Linked DNA regions of Sus scrofa: region 1 is linked to region 2. The links are chromatin contacts, called in public Hi-C maps. All regions are on one chromosome and are shown on one strand. The core of a region is the stretch at or near the end of the contact, and the rest is flanking DNA. Distances in the headings are between cores, read along the strand shown.

Evidence for each region. A called contact is a pair of places that touch in the nucleus more often than the background predicts.
Region 1: a Hi-C map of epiblast stem cells shows a contact between it and region 2, with 3 times the contacts expected there. A contact is called at or near these places in 7 of 47 Hi-C or Micro-C datasets (blood, brain, embryonic fibroblasts and 4 more).

The regions. Positions count from the first base shown.
Region 1 is chr4:93,281,571-93,287,566 of Sscrofa11.1, forward strand. SH2D2A (SH2 domain-containing protein 2A) reads left to right here and starts at 813. Exons shown (of 8, transcript XM_001929530.6): 1 at 813-969; 2 at 1,576-1,736; 3 at 2,811-2,983; 4 at 4,043-4,132; 5 at 4,383-4,551. The coding sequence starts at 936.
Region 2 is chr4:93,235,795-93,241,789 of Sscrofa11.1, forward strand. It overlaps INSRR (insulin receptor-related protein), which reads left to right and starts at 3,884. Exons shown (of 22, transcript XM_001929524.5): 1 at 3,884-4,500. The coding sequence starts at 4,374. It overlaps NTRK1 (high affinity nerve growth factor receptor), which reads right to left and starts at 2,150. Exons shown (of 17, transcript XM_001929525.5): 1 at 1,877-2,150. The coding sequence starts at 2,088.

The DNA of each region.
Region 1 (5,996 bases), core at 3,166-5,665, 46 kb after region 2:
CTAGTCCCAGCTCCACCATCAACAGCCGAGACCCTGAAAGCCCCTGGCTAAGGCATGTAACTTCTCTGAGCTTCAGCTTACCCTCCTGGCAAATGGGGATAATTAATGTTCCCTGTCTTCTTCTCATGTGTGCGGATCTCTCTGGAGAGAAACGGGATTGGTCCTTGGGGGTGACAGGGGAAGCAAGCACACTGCAGGTTTAAGACATCAGCACTGAAGTCCTTAAATAACAACTGCCCATCATCTTGCTGCTAATAACGACCCACTTCGTTGGAGGAAATCCCCACTCCCTTTCTCTGGAATTGCCTAGTTATATCCTAACCCAGCTCCCGCCAACCCATCATCTGCTTGAGGATGAAGCCAGGCTCCCTCCTCCTCACCCCTGTGTCTCACAGATTCCATATGACCTCAGAAAGTCCTTCAAAAGTCTGACCCACATTCTTCGTGTTGCAGCTCTGCTCCCTTCCCTCCATGTGCGTCCTAAGAGCACAGTCCTGAGTCTGAATCTTCGATGACTCCGAAGCCCCATCACCTCATCAGGCTTGTCCTTCTGAGGTTGACCTTACCACTGCCACTGCTCAGAGAGAGAGAGGGAGACAGAGGGACCGAGAGAGGGACAGAAAGGGAAGTCCCAGTCTGGACTGAGGGCGTGGAGAGGGGATGGAGATAAGACAGCAGCAAGGACCCAGACACAGAATGACACAAATACTCACCGCACCCCACCACCTTCAGCTGCCTGGCTTCCGGGGGTGGGGCGACCGTCTTACGGCTTTCCATGACGCGAGTCCTGCGAGAGGGCTGGGGCTGTGGGTGAGGCGACATTTCCTGCCCCCGGAGGGGCTGGGTGAGAGGAGGGATGACTTGCTGAGTGTGCACACCTTTTGAGAGCCCGCACACACACCCTGCTCTAGGGGCTCCTCTGCTAGGCTGCCCCCATGGAGCTCCCCCTGGCCCAGATAGGCGCCCAAGGTAAGTGTGAAGTTGGAGAACGTGGGTGGGGGAGATATCAAGACCCCCCCCCATGATCCCTGCTCTCTCCCCGCTGGCCCTAGCTCCCACTTTAGGGCCCAGAGCTGGCAGGGCTGGCTGGCAAGTGGCTCACAACCCCTGTTACTCCTCGGGGGCTCCGGGTCCCCGCAGCCCTGAGGATAAAGATGACAGAGTCTGCTGAGTGCTCCTTAGAGAGGAGGGGAGGGCAACGGGAGGAGGAAGGGGGACAAGGGGCAGGGGATTCTGGGCCAGAAGACAGACCTGCCCTGAAGAGATCTGCCTCCCTGCCCAGATTTTGGGACGTCGGGCCATCGGAGGGCTGGCTGGCTTCCCAGCTCTCCTGCCCAGCACCCAGTTTCTCTGACAAGCCCCTCTGCCGCCTTGGCCCTCTGCACCCTCTTGGCTCCTTACTCCTCCCTAAGAAATCACCTCAGCATCCCTCCTGCATCTCTCCTGCTGTCATGACTGTCCCTGTCCTAGGGGCACTCCCCAGTCCCCCAGCGAGAGGTCCACGGGGTCCCTCTGAAGGGAGGAATGGGCAACAGAAAGGCCGGCCATCACTGAGAAAGCTCTCTGTGCTAACAGGGAGTCGAGAAGCCCCCGCTGTAACCTTCAGCACCTTCCAGCCCATGGACTTGAACCGCCGGAGCTGCCAGGGCCTGGGTTCGCTTCCGGGACCCAGACTCCAGGCCCCGAAGGCCGAAGAAGCCCAGCCCAGCCCCAGGGCCCCGACTGTCCACGTGGCGGTGAGTCGGAACCTGGGGGGGGGCAGCTCCCTCCTCGGCTCCCACTCTCCCAACTTGAGGACTTGCAGATAGACAAAGGCCAAGGCAGGAATGAGCTGGGGCTGCCGACAAGGCCAAGGGTACAGAGGGAGGGAAAGGAGAGGGGGAGGGCCTCCTTCAGGTGCTGAATGGTCCACTCACTGCTCCTCTGTCCCTGGGGAGCTCAGGGTGTGTCCACAAGTGACCAGGGTACAATGATTTGAGTTCCAGAAACTTGCACACCTGCAGCTCTGTCCATTGCCTTCATTTGGCCAGGACAGCCTTATCTCAGTCTTTCTCTGCCCTCCTTTCACTGGGAAATCTGCCCAGCTCGGTCCCTCCTAATGGAGGGTGAGCCCTCCCTCATTCTGGCCTCTGGAGTTCCTTCCCTTCATTCCTTAGGCCAGGGAAGGACTTTCTGTCCATCTGGAAGGCCTCACCTCCCGTTAAGCACAGTTTAATAGCTCACAGCTACTGCACCAAAAAGGCCCACAGGCCCCAGACAGAGTGGAAGGAAACTCCCTGGAAACAAAAACAGCTGGAGCTGGTGTCCCCATTGTGGTTCAGTGGGTTAAAAACCCAACTAGCATCCATGAAGATGTGGGTTCAATCCCTGGCCACGTTCAGTGGGTTAAGGATCTGGTCTTGCCGAAAGCCGAGGCATAGGTTGCAGATGTGGCTCAGATCTGGCATTGCTGGGGCTGTGACGTCGGCCTGCAACTGCAGCTTTGATTCAACACCGAACCCAGGAACTTCCATATGCCTAATGAGTGGCCCTAAAAAGGTAAAGAAAGAAAAAGAAAAAGAAAAGAAAGAAGAAAAAAAAAAAAAAAACAGCTGGAGCTGAAGAAGAGATTTAAGTTAGAACTTTCTGGGCAATTACACCCTAGAATAGGCCACTGGGATGAGGGGTGACTTTCTCCACATATCCAGGAGGGGCTAGGTATGAGAAGGTGACAGCTGGCTTCATCCAGGAGCCAGCTGCCACCTGGCCCGTCAGGAGAAGGACCACTATTCATGGCTTCTTCCCCTTCCTTGAACTCCTCCTCTATCCAGGCCCCAGGCGCTACGTGCAGCCCAAAAGACATTGGGAAGGCTGAAGAGATGCCTAGAGAAGAAGCCTTGTCCCTACAGGCAGAGACTCTGGCTTGGTTCCAGAAGACCCAGGCCCATGAGCTCCTGCAGCACGGGGAAGCCCCTGCCTGGTTCCACGGCTTCATCACCCGGAGGTGAGTCACAGAGGAAGAAACAGGCTCAGAGAAGGGCAGGGGGCCAGTCCTGAGTCCTGCGGTCAATCAGGAGCAGATTGCAGCTACAAGCCCAGGCTATGAATTCTGGAGGTTCAAAGGCTGTTTACTAGGGTAGCTCTCCTGCGGGAGATCATTGGAGAGGCTCCAGCGCAAGCCCCCATCCTATGCCTCGGTTTGCCCCTTCTAGGCTCAACCTTCCTCCTGTCTCTGAGGCTTCTCATGTTCACAGTTTCCACCTCCGCCTCAGGCTCTCTCTCCATGCATATATATATATATATATATTTTTTTTTTTTTTTTTTTGGTCTTTTTGCCTTTTCTAGGACCGATCCCGCGGCATATGGAGAGTCCCAGGCTAGGAGTCTAATCAGAGCTGTAGCGGCCAACCCACGCCACAGCCACAGCCACAGCCACAGCCACGCGGGATCCGAGCTGCATCTGTGACCTACAGCACAGCTCAAGGCAACGTCGGATCTTTAACCCACTGAGCAAGGCCAGGGATCGAACCGAGTCGGTTCCTAGTCGGATTCGTTAACCACTGAGCCATGTCCGGAACACCTCCATGCATCTTTACCTCTGGCTCTCTCCAGCCCTCTCCTCTATCTTCCCACCTTTGCAGTTCCTCCCTCCTCCTCCACTTCTCAGCTTTACTGTATCCCTGTGTTCACCTCCTCCAGCACCGGCCACTGGTGATTTTGAAATCTGGAAGTCTACTCCCATCCCTGTTGCTGTGGCCACAGCACTGTGCCCTCCACCCCCACCCCCCGCCCCGGCCCCTCCACCCCCTGGTTGCTTTTCCAGGATGAGGCCAGAAGGAGGATGCTGGGCTGGGAGGTCTCCTGAGTGGGACCTCTGGCCTCTGTCCACACCCAGACCCCGCAGCGAGAGTGCAGTACCCACATCCTCTCTTCCACCTTCACCCTTCTCTAGCCACTTAAGGCCACTTGGCGGCAGGTTGGGGTCTCCTATGAGAGCCAGGGAGACAGGGAGTGAGGCTGGAAGAATCAGAGCAGCCTTCCATGTCTTTTCTGTCACCCACAGAGAGGCCGAAAGGTTGCTGGAAACAGAGCCTCAGGGATGTTACTTGGTGCGTTTCAGCGAGAGCGCCGTGACCTTTGTGCTGACTTACAGGTGCGGGGCGGGGAGGTGCGCACGCGGACAAGGAGGCGGGGCTTCTGGCTAAGCGGAGGGTGGGACTTGGTGCTGACTCACAAATAAGGGGCAGAGAACTTCACGCCCAGCAGGGGCGGGGTCTTTACGCTCAGCCCCCCGGGCTACTGAGGATGGGAGAGCCTGGCGCCGGGCGGGGAACGGTCACGCCGCGTGCTGATGCCCTGGCCGGGAGGAAGGAGCAGATCTGATTCTGACTGGTGCCCTCCAGGAGCCGGACTTGCTGCCGCCACTTCCTGCTGGCCCAGCTCCGGGACGGGCGCCACGTGGTGCTGGGCGAGGACAGCGCCCACGCGCGGCTGCAGGACCTGCTGCTGCACTACACGGCGGGACCGCTCAGCCCCTACGGGGAGAAGCTCACCGAGCCCCTCCCCCGCCAGGTACGCCGTCCCCACCCCGGCCTTGACCCTGACCCTGAGCCCAGAGACCCAGGCCAGCGCCCCTCCGCACGCAGAGCTCAGGTTGCAGGACCGAGACACAAGGCACTTTCCCATTAGGACGGATAACCCAACCACGCCTCCCCTGCCCTTCCGGGCATGCCCTTCCAGAAAGATGCGGGCTGGGGGAAGGGTCCTTGCCAGACTAGCCTAACCACTCAAAGACTGGAAGGTTGGAAGTGGCCAGCTAGGCAGACGGGTCCTTGTGTTTCTGTTTTGTTTTGTTTTTAAATTAGGAGATATTTACTGAGTACCCAGCATACACCGGGTGCTGGCAGGCCCTGAAAGTAGAGTCATGGACAAGATAGATGGGTGTCAAACCCACAAAGCTTTCTTAGCAGCAGCAAAAACAATTATAGGAATCAAGGCTCACCTTTCTTCTGTCTCTAAGGCTTCTCGTTTTCACAGTTTGAGTGTGATGAGAGAGGAAATATAGAATGGGGTGCCCTTTAGCTCACTCAGTGGAGAGCCGCATCAGAGAGGCCCTCCCCGCGGAAGTTCAAGCAGTTCTGAGGGACAACTATGTGCCATTCATTTGTCTGGGCACTGGGGAAATAGTAAACCAAACTGACCAAAATATCCTTATCTCACAGAGCTTTCATTCTAGTGAGAGGAAACAGACAGCAAATGCATAATACAGATAACAGAGACTACAGAAACTGGGAGTGACAGTGTTGGGGCTATTTTAATAGGGACATCAGGAAAGTCTACTCTGGTAAGGGGACATTTGAACAGAGGCCTGAGGGAGGGAGTCATGCAGCCAACTGGAGGAAAAGCATCCTAGGTAGATGCCACAGCAGGTGCAAAGGCCCTGAGGTCAGAGGACCCTTGAAGTGTGTGAACAAGACTAAGAGCAGTGAGATAGAAAGGTAGGAGATGAGATCAGAGGGGTGAAGGAGAAGGGCCCTGTAGGCTCTTGTGTGATTAGGTGTTTTTATTCTGAGTGAGATGGGCTGGCACTAGACAGATGCAAGCTAAAGAAGGACATGACCTGGAGTTCTCGTTGTGGCTCAGTGGTTTAGTATCCCTGAGGATGTGGGTTCGATCCCTGGCCTGGCTCAGTGGGTTAAGGATCTGGCATTGCTGTGAGCTGTGGTGTAGGTCACAGACGCGACTCAGATCCTGAGTTGCTGCGGCTGCGGCTGTGGCTGTGGTGTAGGCCGGCAGCTGCAGCTCCCATTCAACCCCTAGCCTGGGAACTTCCATATGCCGCAGTTGGAGGCCATTACAATGCTTTCAGGAGGAAAGATTGCAGCCTGGACCAGGTTGGTAAAGGGGAAGAAGGGGTTAGGAGGTGAGACTCTGGGTCTGTTTGGAAGATGGAGCGGACAAGGGTTTTTGCAGAATTGGATGAGGAATGTGAAAAGATGGAGTTGTCCTTGACTGAG
Region 2 (5,995 bases), core at 2,634-5,133:
TCAGCCCCCACCCCCTCACCCACAGGGGGCCCTGACTCACTGCCTGTTCTCAGAACTCACCCCCTCTTCCCTGTACTGTCCTCAACTTGTGGGAACAAGGACCAGCCCGAGTGACCCCTCCCCCAACCCCTTTCCGGCCTTGGTCTCAGCAGGACAGCTGGGTTTCAGGTCCTCAGCTCCCTAAGGCCTAGGGAGTGAACTCCAGGGACTCTCAGAGAGTAGGTCCTTGTCCTACCCACTCCCCCTCCCCCAGCCCCTTAGGGCTGTCCCACCCACTCCCTCACCCCCAGGGCTTAGGGCTGTAAGGACCCCAGAGCTGGTGAGAACGCAGTGTGGCCCGGGGTGTGCAAACCGTCAGGCAGCGTGCTCACAGCTGCCTCATTCGTTTGGATTTATAATCAATCTGTCTATTGGAGTCCATTATCTCCTCGTTAGCTCTGCGGGTGAGGGAGGAGGAGGGGACAGTGCCGGCGGAGGCAGGGGCTTCGATGGCCACCCCACCCAGAGGGACAGCTCAGCTCACCACCCTGCGTGGCCTCCAGTCCCCAGCCCCAACCTGTCCACCTCCACCCCACCTCTTCAGGCTGGAATCGGGGCTGGGAAGGGAATCGAGAAAAGAGAACGCTGATGGGGAACGTTCACGAGCCTGGGCTCTGCCTTGAAGGCCCAGAGGGATGAGTGGACAGGACTGGGGTTGGCAGCCTGGATCTCAAGTCCCCTCCCATCATGCCAAGACCTAGGTCCAGACCAAGACAAGGCCATCTCCTCTCCCTAGGGCCATTAGGGAGTGAGATGGAGTACCTTCCCGTTAATTACACGCGATACCCGAGTAACTCAGGACCAATTATCACAGGCTGCTCAGGTCACTTCCAGACATCAATGGCCACTGCCTCAGATATGTTTCAGCCCATCGCTGCATGAGGCCGGGGTTCATGGCCCACTCCCTAACCTCAGGCCACAGGAGGAGGATATTCTAGCAGTTCCTCTTTTCTTCTAGAAGTCCTGCCTGGCTCTGCCAGCCACATAGAACACTCAAGTATTTCCCAGCCATCACAATGTGGTGGCTGGGCCAGTTATTACAGAACACTCCCATGGGGTTCAGCAGCTGCTAAAAGGTCCTTGAGTATTTTGTAACCAATTACTGCAGAATGTCAGAGTACCTCAAATGCTGGGGATTTCTCCCAGTTTGGAGTTGAAGGGAGGAGAGTCTCTCAGCAAGGGCCCTGACTCCCTGCCCAAAGTAGGGAGACGTGGGTGATGAGGGTGATGAGGGTGGGGAGACGAAGTCAGGAGCTGGTCTCACTTCCTACATCCAAATCAAGAGGTGATGAGGACAAGAGACGGTGGAAACTGGGAGAAGAGAGCAGGACCACCAGGCTATGGCACCTTAGCACTTCCCACCTATTCCAGTTCAATTTCCCAATTCCAGGGGGAAGAATTGTCATTGCCTGGTCTTGACAAGGAAGAGGGAGGGGGCTGATTTCTCCCTGGAAAAGGGAAATGATCAGGGTGCCAAATTGGGCGCGGGGGTGTCTCTATGCAGCTAACCACCCCCTGTATAGGGCAGAGGGTGGGCTCCTTCATGGCTGAGCTCCAGAAAGCAGTTTCTAGAACGCTGAGCTCTCTCAAATCTGGTCCATGGAGAGCTCCCCTTCCTCTCCCTGAAGCTAGCGCCACAGCGGCCCTGAGCCCAACTTCAAGGCAGTAACGGCGGGGGCTGCCAGGGCAGCCGGGCACAGCCGAGCGCTGCGCTGTTATCAGCCTGCCGCCGCGCCCGTTCCTCCTGACCCAGCAAGCAAGCAAGCAGCGAGTCCGCGCCCACGGGGCACAGCTATGCCCGCCTGTCCCTGCGTCCCCTCGCCCGCCAGACACTCACAGCTCCGTCAGATTCTCGGCGCCCGGCAGGTGGCGGATGATATCCAGGGCCGCAACCTTCGTGCAGCGCAGCCCCGAAGGGCCGTGGGGGCAGCAGACTTCGGGACAGGATGCGGCGCCCGCAGATGCCAGCATCAGCCAGGCCAGTAGGCTGCCCAGCCCCTTAGCCCGGCCATGTCCGCCGAGCTGCCCGCGCTGTCCGTCTCGCGGCATCACGGCGGAGCCCGCCTCGCCCGGGCCGGGCCGCCGTCTGTGCGCTTCCAGCCGCCGCTGCCCGGCCTCCCCCGACATGTGCGCTGGGCGGTGTTAAAGACCCAGCCGCCAGGAAAGGGCGGAGCCAGGGGCCCCGCCCGGCCCCGCCCCGCCCCCTCCGGCTTCAAACCCTCCCCCTCCTCTCTAAAGTCCCCAAATCTGCCCGCATCCCATTCGGGGCCCCAGCGCCAGCCTACTCCCCGAAGATCCCTCCTGCTCCAGGAGACGCGGAGGGGCATTCGCAGAACGCCTCAGAGGTGTCTCCTGAGTGGGGAAACTGGGAAGTTGATACATTATTTCTCCCAGCCTTTAGCAGCTGCATTTAGGGGGGAGGGGAGATGACTGAGCTTGGGAAGTCTTGCGGTCCAGGTCATCCTAGCCAGCCCCCGGCCTCAGATCTCGCCCCGCACGGTAGGCTTGCCTGAGGGAGTGTGCCTGCCACTTGGGATAAATTAAGTGAAACACTCTCTAATGCCTAGAAAGAAATCAGAAGGGATGCCGAAAAAAACCAAACAGGACCTGGGGAAGGAAAATACTGAAGAGACGGAAAGGGAAGGTGTCTCCCCAAACGACCAGAGAATGGAGACCCAGGAGCCGAGACGCCGATTTCCATGAGAGGCCACGGGGTGGCGCTAAAAGCACGCGCCCAAAGGTGTGAGCTCTGTTGGGGTTGGGTGGGTGGGGACGAGGTCTGCAGCCCCCACTGCGCTGCGCCTCAAGACCCAGCATCAGCCCCTGACCCGGGCCAACCAGCACTGGCCCCCAGGCCGGGTAGGGCCAAGCTGGGCTGGGCTGGCATTGATCGCCGCTCTGACAAGAGCATCGATTTCTGCGCGGAGAAATTAATAGATCTTCTCTTAGCTCCTCGGACGCGGGAGCCGCCTTCGGGCGGAGCTGGGGACCCGTCGGTCCAAGGAGCCGCGCAACCTGAAAGCCCCGGGTCCCTAGCACCAGCCAGAAGACAGATCCCATCCCCTCCACACCGCGGGTCTCAAACAGAGGAAAGGGGGGAAAAGAGAGTCCGGGTGCAGGGACTCTTGAAGAGGGGAGGGCAGACAAGTCCCGCAAGGTACCTGCGAGGGAAGCCATCGGAGGGGAGAGTTCTCTCCAGGGCCCCAGCACAGACTGTCTCCCAGTCCCCCCCACCCTCCCCGCAGAGACAGACTGATCAGCCTGTATTCAGGAAGAGGCGGACAGAGGCGGGGCCCCACGGAGTGACTCTCCTTTCCACGAGGATTTTGGCTAGAGCCCAGGGACTTGGCCAGAAAGGAGCCTCGCGCCCCAAAGTCAACGTGACGGCCTCCTGGGAGATTGTGAGCTGCTCAGAGAGGCGAATGGCAGGATTCTTCCGGAGACGGGTCTCGTTCCTGCCAGGTTTCAAGCTCACCGGGTCTCGGCTAACAGCAGTTACCCCGCAGGTGTCAAGGCACTGGGTGGCAGAACCTAGAACCACCCCTCCCCGGGGGACCCGACGGTTCTGGCGGCTCCAGCCGGCGGGCTGCGCAGCCCCACTTGGGAGAAATGTGCAGGGGCGGCGGAGGTGGGGAACCACGCCAGCCGCATCGGGGTTGGGGGGAGCTCGGTTCTTGGTCTGCCAACCTTCTGTATTTTGGCCTTATTTCCCCAACAGACCTGTCTCTCCCCCGTCAGTTGTTAGGCTAAATATTTTGGCTTGGCGGGAGGGGCGGAGAGAACCGAGAGGTCCCAGAGAACCAATCCGTTTGGGGTGGGTGGGGTGGGGCGGGGAGGCGGCAACCGGGCGAGGTCTCTGCGTGCGGCTCGGGGAGACACCGCGGCCGCGCGGCCAGCTGGCGCTGGGGAGCCGAGCGCGCCCGTGGGGATCCGGGGAAACCCTCCCGGGCGAGCCCCGTCCGCCCCGGGACCCCCTGCTGCCTGTTCCCTGCTCTCTGGGCTTCTACTCTGCCTTCCGGGTTGACTGGCCTCCTGCGCCGCCCTTAGCTCTGAACCTTATGTGACTTTGTCCCTCGGATGCCTCTCTGAGTCCCTCCCTGTTGCTGTCTGCACCTCTTTCCTCGTCTCTCTGTCTCTTGGTTCACACTGAGTCTTGCTGTCTCATCGCTGGCTGTGTCTCTGTGACTCTTGGCTCTTTTGTTCCCCTGTCCCCTGCTATGTGAATCACTACGTGGGATTCTTTGTCGCTCTGTCCCTTCCCTTCCCCTTCCCTCTGAAGCCTGCGGCTTTGTGTCCCTTAAGGCCTGTCAGACCCTTCTCCTCTCTGGAGCCGTATGGAGAAGAGCCAGGACTGGGCACAAAGCAGGACTGGGACAATGGCAGTGCCCAGTCTGTGGCCATGGGTAGCCTGCCTGCTTGCGATCCTCCTCTCCCTGGGATTTGGCCTGGACACGCTAGAGGGTGAGTCCCCAGTACAGCCTCCTGGAGCCCCATCTCCCTCCCCATCCGCTGGGAGGCCAAACACCTGAGCTTCCAGCCAGAATACCTCTAATTACCTACTGAGACGTGAAGACAGGGGTTAGCTCTCAGAAGGACTTCCCACCAGGAAGAGCAGTTTGTGTCCCACATGAGGGTCTTTGCCTTTCAGTTCCCTGGGAAGCGAGAAGGGCCTTGAAACAGGGATGAAGAGATGTCCTCCATTCCCACTTATGAGACAGTCATCCCAGTGAAGCCTGAGTGAGGACCAAGGTGGGGGTGGGGGCAGACTTAGAGGTCATTTCTAGAGCCAGTGAATGGGAAGGGGGCCAGGATGGGAAGGGGAGCTGAGAACTAGGCAGCATCGAGTGACTGCACCCATTGTGCAGACAGGAAACTGAAGCTCAGAGAACTGAAAAGTCAGGGTAGACCGGATTCCTGAGCTCCTGCTTCTGGGCCCTGTCCCCTGTCCCCCACTTTGAGGGCCCACCCACTGGGGTGTCGGGCTGCTTTTGATTAGTCCCCAGGCTGAATACTTCCCATGTATAGGGCTTTTGGGGAGATGGGGCCATGGAAACTACAAGGCCCTCGTGGAGGTACTGGGGGCTTGGCCAGGAGAAGAAGAAAAAATATTGAGACTGGAAGATTCAGAGAGGGAAGGATTAGGAGATGCCCCCTTCCCCAAACCCGGCATTGCCTTCCAGACTGAGGGAGCTCAGGCATCCAGCACTCTGTGCCTGCCTGAAGGATCCCTGTGATGCCCTCAGACTGGGGGCTGCCAGGGGCAGGGCAGGGTCTCCCCTTCCTGCAGAGACAGAGGGGTTCTGTGAATGGATTGGAGGAGGGGGTGCCCTGAGGAGTGCCAGTCACAGAGGCATAGTCCCTCCCCTGCTCCCCTCCCCACCTCCTCTGCTGCTCCAGGACAGGGCACAGCAGATGCCAGCCAGAAGCATGGTTGTCAGGACAGGAGCACGTCCAGGGAGGGGCAGAGGTGGGTGTTTGGCCAGGGGACCCAGATGTCCTATTCCCAGTGCAGCTCTGCACAGGGCCGCATCCTAAGGGGAGGCAGGCAGGGGTTAACCTGTGAAGGTTGGAGATTTGTTTTTCCAAATGACTCCCATCAGGGGAGCCTTAGAGAGGCTGGGGCATGATGGGAAGTGGTATGTGGGCTCCTGAGAGAACCCCCCATCTGCCTGCAGAGCCTGATTGGCCTTTGCCTGGAGGGACTAGAAGTGTTTTCTCATTCTCCCTCTCTTTTGTGTGTGTGCATGCGTACCTGCATGTGCACACACACACATACACACACACACACACACACACACAACTTACTGGGCAAAGCCAAGCACAGGGACCATTCATGACAACAGGGAAAAGGTATGAACTAAGCCCCTGGGAGCCAGCCTAGCCTGCCCACCCCCTTTTAACCATCAGAGGATGTGCCTAGGTGTGTGTGATGTGTGCCACGTTGCTCAAAGGCTGG